Regions from separate parts of the Sus scrofa genome. Here region 2 is linked to region 1. Evidence: chromatin contacts called from public Hi-C data. All regions are on one chromosome and are shown on one strand. The core of a region is the stretch at or near the end of the contact, and the rest is flanking DNA. Distances in the headings are between cores, read along the strand shown. Region 1 holds the start of DSCR3 (Down syndrome critical region protein 3). Region 2 overlaps DYRK1A (dual specificity tyrosine-phosphorylation-regulated kinase 1A).

What was found. A called contact is a pair of places that touch in the nucleus more often than the background predicts.
Region 2: a Hi-C map of embryonic fibroblasts shows a contact between it and region 1, with 2.0 times the contacts expected there. The contact joins the enhancer-like site here to the promoter of DSCR3 in region 1. A contact is called at or near these places in 3 of 47 Hi-C or Micro-C datasets (alveolar macrophages, embryonic fibroblasts and mesenteric adipose tissue) and 2 of 2 datasets of contacts at active chromatin or transcription factors (alveolar macrophages and skeletal muscle).

What each region holds. Positions count from the first base shown.
Region 1 is chr13:200,923,214-200,929,574 of Sscrofa11.1, forward strand. DSCR3 (Down syndrome critical region protein 3) reads right to left here and starts at 3,791. Exons shown (of 7, transcript XM_005670333.3): 1 at 2,742-3,791. The coding sequence starts at 2,798.
Region 2 is chr13:201,121,301-201,127,661 of Sscrofa11.1, forward strand. It overlaps DYRK1A (dual specificity tyrosine-phosphorylation-regulated kinase 1A), which reads left to right. Exons shown (of 12, transcript XM_005670334.3): 3 at 383-579. Among named protein-coding and RNA genes, the nearest start is that of DYRK1A, 120 kb to the left of the region's middle. Within about 2 kb of position 2,706, at least 7 of the 83 cell types and tissues checked have an H3K27ac peak or open chromatin away from gene starts, as enhancers often do. A contact at or near this core is called in alveolar macrophages and embryonic fibroblasts, where this site is marked.

The sequences.
Region 1 (6,361 bases), core at 2,541-5,040:
CCTATCTCAATTCTTACTTTCCTATTTCACAAGCTACAGAAAAATTAAGGGCATAGAATAGAGGAGAAATTGGAACCATCAGACACTGCTGGTGGAATGCAGAGCTGTGCAGGGGCTTTGGAAGTTTGGTAGGTCTTCAAAAAATTAAATACAAGTTACCCTATCACCCAGAAAATCCACTCCTAGGTATGTACCCAAGAGAAATGAAAACATGTGTCCACACAAAAACTTGTAATAGGAGTTCCCTGGTGGCACAGCAGGTTAAGGATCTGGCATTGTCACTGGTGTGGCATGGGCTCCATCCCTAGCCTGAGAACTCCCACATGCTGCAGGTGCAGCTGAAAAAACCCCACAACCACCTTGTACTAGGATGTTCACAGAAGAAGTATTCATAACAACCTAAAAGTGAAAAGAACCCGAACGTCCATCAACAGAAGAATGGAATAATGTGACATAGCCATACAACGGAAACTCTTCAGCCATAAACACAAAAGAAAAACTGACCCGGGCTACCACGTGACGTTGACAGCACTATGCCACAAGCTGTATGTTCCCATTTATGTGAAATATCCAGTCAGGCAAATCCAGTGAGACAGAAAGTACTTCCACGATCACCAGGGGCCGAGAGGGAGAGGGGATGAGGAACGACTGCTAATGGTATAGGGCTTCTTTTCGGGTTGATAAAAATGTTCTAAAATTAGATGGTGGTGACGCCTGCACAACTCTGAATGTATTAAAACCCCAGGAGTTCCCATTGTGGCAGTAATGAACTGACTAGTATCAATGAGGATGTGGGTTCAATCCATGGCCCTGCTCAGTGGGAAGGATCCAGTGTTGCCATGAGCTACAGTGTAGGTCACAGACGTGGTTTGGATCCTTCGCTGATGTGGCTGTGGTGTAGGCCAGCAGCTGCAGCTCCAATGTGACCCCAGCCTGGGAAGTTCCATATGCAATGGATGTGACCCTAAGAAAGCAAAAAAAAAAAAAAAAATCCAAAAAACTAAATTGTACGTCTTAAAAGACTGAATTTTATGGTATTAGATCTCAATAAAGCTGTTTTTTTTTTTCTTCGTAAAGAATACAAGGTAGATCCATACAGCTTTCAACTAGTTACCAATTTTTCTTTTCACAGCCTCACCTGCAGCATACGGAAGTTCCCGGACTAGGGGTCAAATGAGAGCCACACCTGCGACCTATGCCACAGCTTGCTGCAATGCTATATCCTTAATCCACTGAGAGAGGCCAGAATTGAACCTACATCCTCAGAGAGACGACATTGGAGCTTAACCCACTGAGCCACACCGGGGACTCCGATCAGTTGCTAATATTTTGGTACAGCTGCCTTCTTGCTCCTCACATGCACACACACACACAATTTATGGCTGGACCACTTAAAATTTAGTTACTGTGACATTTTACTCCTAAACAATTCAGCGTGTGGAGTAGTCTCCCACATAACCAAAATATGAATATCATACTGGGGGAATTCAACACCAATACAAGACTCTAATACATAGCCCATATTCAAATTTACTCATCAAAAATTAGGTATTGTGCTTGGTTGTCACAGCTTTCCTCTCTTGAATCTAAAAATACTGTTTTGACATATTTAAAGAATCCAGGCCAATTACTGCCTCGAATGTGTCTCAATTTGAACACACCTGTTTCCTCATGGCCTGAGTGAAGCACTTTTGGCAGGAACACTACACAGGTGAGTTGTGTCCTTCTCTGTGCTTCGTGCCAGGACCCTCTATTACCCTCCCAACATATTGTCAGTCTCATAGTGGTGAGTAAAGTGGTATTCACTGTTGGTCTTGGTTAGGATGATAACTATCAGATTCCTCCATTATAAAGGTAGCTTTTTCCCTTTGTAATGAATAATCTGGAGATGACCACTTGAACCTGTGTGAATAATAGCAGGCTGAATTATCTTGCACTCAAAGGTGTTAACATCCCTTTTGAGACCTCCCTGCATTCAGGTGACTAACGTCTACTCTCAATTTTATGCCACAGAATGTGAGACCTGGCTGGGATTTCAACCTGCACATCACGTCTTGAAGGGTGAGACCCGGGTCACTGTAGTTTTAAATTCCCGGAGTGACTGATACTCCTAAGGCTGAGATTCCCCAAGTTAGAGGAAGAGGAACTTTGCATCCTCATTTGGCAAATAACAGAGGCCTGAGGAGGTTAGGGAGCCAGTGGCGCAAAACTTGTTAATTGCATAATTAAGATTTTTTGACTCGTATTTTAAAACGATATTCCTTCTTAAAACAACAAAACCAGAGACATGAATAACTTTTACACGGTTTTTAGAGCTGACCAAGGCCTGCGTATTTCTGCTTCCAATTAATTCTGCCTGTTATGAGACTTTTGCATTCCCCTTAGAAGTGAGGAACGGGGCGTTTGGTCTCCGAGCTCCTCCGCCCTCAGTGGTCACTTAACAGCTCTAGCCCGCGGGCCCAAAGCCGAGCTGCACGGTCAAGGGGCCGCAAGCTTAGCGTTGGAGACCTAGCGCCAGCACCTCGGCCCTGCGCGGCTCCCAGCCGCGGAAGCAATTCCGGCGTGGACCGCTCGAACGGCAACCAACCGCACTAGCGAGACCGACCTGGCGGGAATGCAGCTGGCCGGGACGCACCTGGCCGGGATGCACCTGGAGGCGCGCCTCGCCCGGCCCAGGAAAGCCCAGAAATGCGCCGGACCTCGGAGACAACAGAACCTGCAGGCCCGTCCACCCCACTTACCCCGGCGTGATACACCTTGTTTGCTCTTTTAATCTTAATGTCCAGAGTGGTCCCCATCTCGAATAATCCGCTTCGGGCGCCACTTCCTGCTGCGCGTGACCAGAGGATAGAGAGCCGACACGCCCTTCCACCCGGAGCCCCGCCCCTTTCTCCTGTCCGCCGGCAGTTGCGTCACGTGACCTCGCGCCGGACGTAGCGTCGCCTCCCCGGCCTTCCTCCTTCCGGTGCAGGGGCGGGCCTTAGCGCAGGCCGAGGGGTTGTCACTTCTCGCCCCGCCCTCGCTGGGCGTGAGGGCGGGACCGAACTAACCCCTCCTTTTCCGTAAGACAGTCGTAACACCGGAAATACCCTGCTCCTCGCCCGTTTCCTAGAGGGAGGGGGAAACCCGGCTCTCCCGGCGTGCCCCGCGGCGGGGGGCGGTGCCGAGGAGGTGTCGCCGGGGCAGCCTGTTCTGTGGCTGAAGCTCCCGTCAGGCTGTGCGGCGCGAGGAGTCGCTGCGCTATTGAGTTGGCTTTAGGGCGGTGATAACTGAGAGTGCCTTCCCTTCCGATCGCCTTTTTCTCGTTGACTTTCGACTTCCCCGCTTTCTTCCGGGGGCACTGAGGGCGAAGGCCTCATGTCCGTTCCGGGCCGGGTGGTCCTCCCTGCCCTTTCCGCGGCCCCGCACTCCCAGCCGGCAAAGAAGCGAGGAACGGCTCTCCCGTCCCCACCACCGGGCCCGGGGCCAAGGTCTTGGGGAGCGCGAGTGACCTCGACCGCCCCGCGGGAGCCGCGGGGGCTTGTGGGTACTCCCCCGGCGCGCGCCCTGGAACGGGGTGTTGAATATTCATATTCGTGCGCAGATTGTGGGGAAGCGCCGCTGGCAGGCCCTGGGTCCCGGCAGTGCCTGGAAATGAAAACGTCAGACCTGAGACGCACGTCGTCGTCTTTTTATTCCCAGCAAGAGTGGCTAGATAAACACAAGAAATACATTGCTTTCTGGAAAGATTGCCTCCAGGCAGGGCAGCAGTACGGTGCTAAGCAACACACTACGTTTATTGAAATAAAATCCTTTGTCGGTGTTTTAAACAAGGACTTTTCCAGTAAGAAGTAAATTTTTAATTGTTTTGATAACTAAATATAGTGAAGTGCTTTTTGTTTTTTAAAAATTCTTTGATTCTGGTATTTATTTTTTTTCGACTTTTACCTTTTAAGATTTTTGTCTTTTATAGTTGACGATATTTGTTTTTAAAGTGCTTTACTTGTAGGGTTACAAGAGAATTTTTCCACAATTTCCTGAGTTAGTATCACGAGTGCCTGTCTCTTGAGAATTTATTTTACAGGACAACAGTGATAGTGCTATAGCTACAGTAGCTTTTGAAGGTTGATACATGGATATTTCCCAATAATCAGGTCTCAGTTTTCAGCTCCTCTCTGGCCTCAGGGCTTCCCTCTCAGTCTGGGATAGCTTCCTGGCAACTCAAACGCAGCAATGCTAAAACAATTCATTAGGGACTTAATAATCACAGCCTGCTCTGCAATTCCAGAAGTGGATCCCTCGCCATCAAACCCATCATTTCTTAAAAACAAACAAACAAACAAACCAAAAACGGTGAAATACCAATCTTGGTAGACAATGCAGGAAACAGGAAAAGAAACACCTTACAAGAATCCACATTCTAAGCTTGATTGCTTCAACAAACCTGCTTTATACTTATTTTGCAACAGAACGTTTCTTGTTCTTCCAGGACAAGTGTGCTGTATTTCACTCATTTGTGTAGGTTGCACACAATCTATATGGAATGCTGGTGCACTGCAAAGAGCTTTATTTCCAAGCTATTATCGCTGTAATCAGTTTGTTGAGCCGTCTCTATGGGATGGATTCCAAATGGAAGAACAGTCCATTTTTCTCCAGCACTTCCCTTTTGAATCTTTTCTAGCCCTTACCACACCTTAGGTGATACTGGGACATTCTGGTCAATTTCATTACTAAAAATCAAACTCTGTCAAAGTGTCAGTCTCCTGGCTTGAGTGGGACCCTAGATCCTTAGTGATGGTGCAAAGGTGCAATTCATGGTTCTGGCTCTCACACTGTGTTCTCCACAAGGCCCGCTACCTCCTTCTGTTCCTTCCCCTGCCTTCTTCTAGAGATTGAGAAGGAGAGGATTGAGAAGGTATTTCACGGAAGCAGGGCTAGATCAGCTTTTAGTGTCCAGCTGCAACTGTAGGCATCTTTTGATAGAAGATGGGGTCCCGTGTTGTTTTTCGCTGTGAGTTTCACGCCCTTTCTGGGACAGGAAGAGAGGCCCTACTAAGCATCTTTTAGAGGATGCTGTGATGCTCTGGCCAGACCCTCTTCCAGGACTAAAGGGCATGTTCCCTGAGCTGCTCAGTGTTATGGTCTCAACAGCTCTCAGCAAAGTCACCGTTCAAAACTTGTTCTAGGCTGAAGAAAACTGCCCAAAGTCATGGTCCTTTTGGATAGGATTGCCCATATCTAATGCCTAGTCAATTTAGGGTACAAAGGCCTCTTTCCCTCACCCCAGTTTGGGACGACCTTAAAGGACAAGTATAGCACCAAAGCTCTGAGTATTAGTGTCTATCCCAACATATAGTAGTTTAAAGTAGGTCAAGAACTTAGGAGCAGCTTCACTCAGTTGTGCTGGTTCAAGGTCTTAGGTAGTTGGAGTCAAGATGTTAAGGCCACAGTCATCCGAAGGCTTGACTGGGGCTGGAAGATCCAAGATGGCTTCTTCACAGGGCTGGGGGCTGATGACCTCAAGGGACCCTCCCAGGCTGCCTGAGAGTCCTCACAGCGGGGCAGGTGACTTCTCCCAGAACAGACACTCCCACAGGGAGAGGAGGCTGTGCCTTGAATGGCCTAGCCTCTGACTCCTCACATTCGTTTTTCTTCTGTTCATTAGATGAGAGTCACTAAATCCAGCCCACACTGGAAGGAAGGGGAATTTGGCTCTGCCTTAAAAAGGGAGCATCAGGGAGTTCCCGCTGTGGCTCAGTAATAATGAACTCAACTAGTTTCCATGAAGAGGCAGGTTCAATCCTGGGCTTTGCTCAGCGGGTTAAGGATCCAGCGTTGCCATGAGCCGTGGTGTAAGTTGAAGATGCAGCTCATGGCTGTAGCTGCTATGGCTGTGGTGTAGGCCGGCAGCTACAGCTCCGATTCAGCCCCTAGCCTGAGAACTTCCATATGTGGCACATGTAGCCCCCCTCCCCGCCAAAAAGAGGATTAAATAATTGTGGATGTGTCTTAAACCACTGAGTTCCCACTGGATGGAGAGCCTTTACTTGTAACTGCACGACCGTTCAGTCTTTTCCACCTCACCCCCTCCACACCGGTTGTTCACCTCCTAATATGCTTCTGACATATTAGTCTCCATCTCGGAGCCTGCATATCTGACAACCCAGCCTGCAACAATCCTGTCCCTCTGGCTTCATGACTTAGCTTCTCTGAGCCTCAGTTTTCCTCATCTCTAAAATGATCTCATAATACTTTCATTACAGGGAAGTTGAAAGGATTCGTAAGAGGTCATGTATCTAAAAATGTAAGGCAGGCACTGTTCAAGCATTTTAAATATTTTAATCTATTCCATCTCCATAATAATCTTATGCTATAAGAATAG
Region 2 (6,361 bases), core at 1,456-3,955, 200 kb after region 1:
GATTTCCAAAGAGCTGATCCATTGGACAGGTCCTTTGCAGGAATTCAGAGATTACTTTTGCAACTTATGGTTCTCAATTGATGGAAATCTCACATGTGAAAATGAGTATTAAAGGTTATTTCCATTGCTTTACAAAAAAGATTTGCTTGCAGTGTTTTCTTAAAACAGGTTTATAGATACTCATTACAATTGGTATTGTATTTTATACCATTTAATGTCCAACAGTTGTGTTGAGTGTCATATCCTCATTGGTAGTTTTAAAGGTGTTTAATATTGTTGAACATCCTAAAGTCCTTGTTTAAAGATCTATCAAATAGGTCAGAAGATACAGACATTAGGATATGAATGCGTCTTTTAAACCTCACTTACTATCTTCTTATAGGAGGAGAGACTTCAGCATGCAAACCTTCATCTGTTCGGCTTGCACCGTCATTTTCATTCCATGCTGCTGGCCTTCAGATGGCTGGACAGATGCCCCATTCACATCAGTACAGTGACCGTCGCCAGCCAAACATAAGTGACCAACAGGTTTCTGCCTTATCTTATTCTGACCAGATTCAGCAACCTCTAACTAACCAGGTGAGTTCATGACGTATCAGAAATGATTTGTTAGAATGGTAATTTATTCCTTAGAATGGTGTAATAGTAAATGGGCAAAATGCCTTAATGCTTTTCAGTTTTACATGTCACATGGGATTCCCTATTGACAAAATATGGTGTTAAGTTTCCATTAAAAAGTGTGTTGTTGTTTTTTTCTTTTTTCTACGTATTTCACTCTATAGTTAAAAACACTTACAACAGCATTCTCTCATTTTGCAATGGGGGGGAAGATTTTTGCTTTTTTAATAGCCCCATTCATGTCATATATACATTCCCAGGCAGGGATGGAATCCAAGCCACAGCTGTGGCAGTGCTGGATCCTTAACCTGCTGCACCACAGCAGGAACTCCCAAAAAGTTATTTTGAAAGAATATTAATTAAAAAAAGGAAACAAAGCTTATTTTTATGGAAAGACGGTTAGATGGAAAAGCATAAGTTACAGCAAAACAATTCCAATTCCGTTGTAGCAGACACATAGAGCTGATTTTACGCTGTTGGCAACTTTGGTATGCATTTATAAAAATTAGTATGAAACTCCTTAAAATTAAAAAGAGGAGTTTTTGCTGTAGCACAGTGAGTTAAGAATCTTACTGCAGCAGTTTGGGTTGCTGTGGAGGCATGGGTTTGGTTACTGGTCCAGTGCAGTGGGATACAGAATCTGGCTTTGCTGCTCAGATTCAGTCCCCCGCCTAGGAACTTCCATATACCTCAGGTGCAGCCATTTGAAAAAAAAAAAAAAAAAAATTGAAAAAATGTTAATGTAAATTAACCATGCCGATCATTCTTACATTCAAACTATAGATTTCAGCAGTTTTCCATAAGATGGGTAGTACAAAATGAATAAATGCTGAAACCTCTCAGTACACATACATACGTGTGCACGTGTGCGTGCGTGTGTGTGTGTGTGTGTGTGTTTACTAGCTTTAACTGCATCCATTCTGTTGATTTCTGGTGCGGGGAGAATTTTTTTTACTAGCTGTAGTTGTGGTAAAGTTTCTGTGCCCATTGAGGCCATGTGATGAGTGCTGAAAATGGCAATTTTTCCCATGTACTTAGGAATTTGGCTTGTCATTGTTCATTTAGGTCTTTTAATATGAACCAAAACTTGGAAAATATCAAGGTATTTCTATATTGGTTTATTTAAAGGAAATGTTTTTTCTCTAATTCAATAATACGTGGTTTTAGTGAGCTGTTGGCTGCAGTTAAGTAGCATTATTTGCGTACACCCTTGTATGTATTTTCGTAAGACTGTCAATAGTTGAGCGGAGTTTACATTGATAAAGTGTATATAGCACATGAATAACATTCACAGTTAAATAGTAAGATAAATTATGGTGGGTCTTAAGAATTTGTTTTATGCAGTAAATTGAGAAGTTGTATGTTTGAGAATTGAGCAGTTGGTCAGAATTGGAAAGCATTTAATCATGTACTGGAAGAAAGCTCTGGATGTCCAAACAGTAGTGATAGCACATGACTCGTTTGCATTGTATTTTTAAGAGAAAAAGATTTGGGTTCATTTTCCCGCTTGTTCAAAAGCAGCCTGTCAGGCAGGATGCCTGTTTTCAGTCTCTTTTACAACCGAAGGGACTGAGCTCCTGTTAGTGACTCTCCAAGACTGTAAGCTGCAGTCTCGGGGGGCCTGGCCCAGGCAGGCTTCTTTCTGCTTTCTTTCTGCTCATCAGTTCTAACACCTGGTGTCTATACGGAGGGCGAGGGAAAAAATCCAGAACTTTAAGGTCCTTGTTATGGTTATATGATTGTAGGAGGTAATTTAGTTAGCAAGGTACCTATTTTTAGGTACAACTAACATCTTATTTGTGGATTATTTATTTTCAAATAAGAGATAAATTACTTAGTGTTTCCATTTTAAGCTGTAAAATATTTTTAAAGTCTCACATAATGTAAAAGGACTTTAAGAAGTAATATTCAGCCGGATATTTCTAACAGACTCCAAAGATTTCTGAACCTAATAAGCTAGTCAGATTAAAAGCTGTCTTAAAACTGCTGTCTAAAGCACTAAAACTGTGAGCTGACACAGAGGGGTCTGCTAGTCATAAGACATGGACTCCAGGTCTTGACTCATGATCTTGGTGTGTGGCTTGAGTCGGGTCACAGAGCCTCTTCTGTCAGTTCTGGAATGTATGATTATGCTTAGACTAGAACTCCCAAGTATACTGTCTAGCTCTAAACTCCTGGAATTTTATTATTTGATTTCCATTGCTGCTTCTTAATCACCCTATCAGTGTCTTTAAATAAGTCTTATGTACAAGTAAATTGAAATGAGCTAACTTTAACATTTTATTTCTTGTAGTTAATCTTTCTCGTATGAGTGTTACATGTAAATTTAAAACAGTTTTCAAAAGATAAAATGTATTTGGAGTAAGTGTAGGAAAGTATGATCGGATGTTTGAAATGCTTTTCTAGTTTTCCCAGTACCTTTCACGGTTCTTAAAGCATGTGCTCTGTCCAGCTTCACGCATAGCTCTCAGGAGAGCAAGAAAGGGAGGTGTCAGGGTCCTCATGCACTGAGATGAGTGGTGATGTGAGGTAAACATAAAATGGGTAGGGTCGGTGTTATTAAACTAGAAAACAGTCTTTTAATAAAGTCCTAGCACATGGTGAATCTTTTCAAGAAAAGATAAAAGATTGTTTTTAGCTCCTGCAACTTACAGAGGTTCCCAGGCTAGGGGTCAGATCCGAGCTACAGCTGCCAACCTACACCACAGCCACAGCAACGCTAGATCTAAGCCGAGTCTGTAACCTACACCCCAGCTTTCGAGGCCAGGGGTTGACTCCACATCCTCATGGATACTAGTTGGATTCAAAATTGGTTGAGCCACAGGGGGAACTGTCTCCTGCCTGTTGTTGGGTTTTGTTTGTTTGTTTGTTTGGTTTTTTGCTTTAAGATCTGTGTCTTTCCCCAGAAAGTTCCCTTAATTAGGAGCATTTGGGGGTGTGTGGTTTTTCTTGGCTCCCAGAACCAGTAGGAGGATAGCTCAACAAGTTCCCTTTTGCAAGTGAGGACACTGGGGACTGGGGGGTGTCGTGGAGGGGAACTGGCTCCCTGCCACAGCATGGTGAGCTCCTGGGTCCTATGTACACTGGGTTTTTCACCCAGCTGTGAAAGGGAAGAAGGGACCTCGCCACCTTACATTCTTCTGACTTTGTGAGAAGTTGAAAGTGGACAAAGCATCAAATGCATAGGACTGGTCTGAGTCCTGGTATAGATTTATGACTGAGTGTGTATTTGGCAAAGTTGTTTTCTAATTCTGGATTTGAGCTTATGGCGCCACAACAGTGAAAAATGGACAGTTTGGTTTACCTAATACAAAATGACAAAGTTAGTGGAGAAAATGTTATTTAGTTTATGGAAATTGATTTGTTCTTTTCTATATATTCTGAGCATCTACTCTGTACAAGGTGCTGTTTGAAACACTGAAATACAGTCTGACCTAAAGACCAGTTTTTTGTGGGTGGAATGCATCTGGCTTATATATACAGATGCCCCTGGAATAGTAATTTCTGCTGCCAGAAGTATATAAAAAAGTAAGGTATTTAGAATTAGCTAATCAATTTGGCCTTGTAGGCAGTCTGGCCAGTTGTAGAAGAGACTAGCAGTATATAGTGACAGGTCAGGCTCAGTAGCACACATTTGTGTATTGAGTGTAAAAAACATTGTTAGTCAAGATTGTGTTCATGTTCAATTTCATGTATGTACTACTATACATTTTAAATTGATTTTTTTTTAATTGTGTGATTTTGGTGTTTTAAGTGAGCATAATGAATTATTCCTGAAAAGATGTAGTCACTGGTTCTTTTTTCCAGTGTTTGAAATACCAGTGGAATTGTAAGTGGATAAGTTAAAAACTTAAACATATTCGCAGTTTCAAACGTAATTAATTTTAGTAAATGCATTCATTTATTTTATTGGTATTTTTTGTCTTATTTTCATTATCAATCATATTGGTATTTATTATGCATCACTCAATTATTGTGCCCAACAAATAGCCTAAAAATGATTTGACCAAGAGGAGAGAATGGGCGCCTAAAATTAACAAGGGAGCTTCTGGCCCAGTGCCGTGGTTCAGAGCATGGGTATTTAGGCATGAGACTACCTCAGCTGTCAAATCATCTGTTTTATTTACTGGCTCTAGGACCTCGGTCAAGTAACTTTACATCAGACACTCAGGTTTCTGATTTGAAAAATGGTGACAGGAACATTCCTTATTCTCATGAGATTGTGGGGAAGATTACATGAAGGAGTAAAGTAATGCATACTCAAAAAAAGTAGTGTTTGGCAAATATTTGCTGCTACAATTAGTATTTTATTATTAACTACTGAAGTAATTCACCTGCGTCTAACAAAGTTAGACCATCTATCAACTCTCGTTACAGTGGTAAAGTATTTCACTGGTTCAGCCGTCCCTGAAACCTCACTGTGAGGCTGTGCTCCAGTAGTCCAAGAAGGTCTTGCCAACCACATGACCTACTTGAAACTACTGTCATGGCCTTAAAAAATAAAGAAAGAAATACATTAAGGTAAACCCTTTCATTACATTGAATGCTTACAGCGTTCATTCACGTAACATTTTATAATTGACATCCTTGTTACCACTGTCATTTATTCGTTAAATTAAGTCTCCAAGGACTGCTATAAAAGCAAAATATTCTGCGAACCCCTCCTTTTGTATTTAGAAAAATAAAGCAATTCTCTATTTTAAAAAGTATTCAGATTGTCTTATGAAGTCTTACTGTATTTTCAGACAAGTAAGTTATAATTAATCACTGAAGGTTTTTTCCCCTTAAACCTTATTTGGAAACCTTATTTGGAACCTTAAGGAGAGGGTCATGGGAAAAGATAACAATTATTAACTTAATATAGTAATTTAGTGAATTTTCCATCTTGATAATTTTTTAAGAGTTTGAGTACAGATGCAGAGGAAATGAACATTGTATTGGTTTAAGAGAAAATACACCTAGATAGTTGCTGTGCTCACTCTTTCATACCCCAGGGATGGTGGTTCTTTTCTGTTCTCTCTGTTATCACCTTATAACCCTAATCTCTTCCTTTAGTTAGTGTGGGTTAGCTTGGTTAATTTCCAGACATTGCTGTGAATCCTTAGTATGGTGTGTTTACTGTCTCTCTGCCCTTAAATTGACCAGAGAATCCTTTGAAAGGGGCTGTATCAGGGGCTTCTGACTCAGTGGATTTTGCTGGTATAAGTGTCTGTAAAGGCTAGACAGGAACTCAAGGAAGGCTAGTGGTAGTGACTAATGGGACCTTAATGTAATTAACTGGTTTCGAGGATCTGTTGGTTGCACGTCGCCCCGCTGGGACCCCTTGCTGAGGCTTGGCACATGGTAGAAGAGTGGGGTGAGAACAGCAGTCCGGGATCATTGGTGTGCTAGTTGCAGCAATCCTGGGTGTGTTTGCATCTGGAGGACATCGTGTTTCTGCCCCACACCTCTAGCACAAAGCTCCAAGTTGAATGCCCACTGCGTAATTGGATAGGAGAGAGACGTGGTTTGGCATTGGGGTGGAAGTATAGTTGAAATGAGTTTTTTAAAAGAAGGTTTCATTAGCTTTAAGGTGTCAGAGGACCTTATGGATGCTTCTTTGTGGTCAGCTCCTAGTGTAACCCTAACTAAGGATATTGATATTATGGATTCCTTTGTTTTTTCAACAAATATTTATTAAACACCTACTATATGCCAGGCAGTTTTGTAGGCAAAGGGAATATAACTGAACAGAAGAATCCCT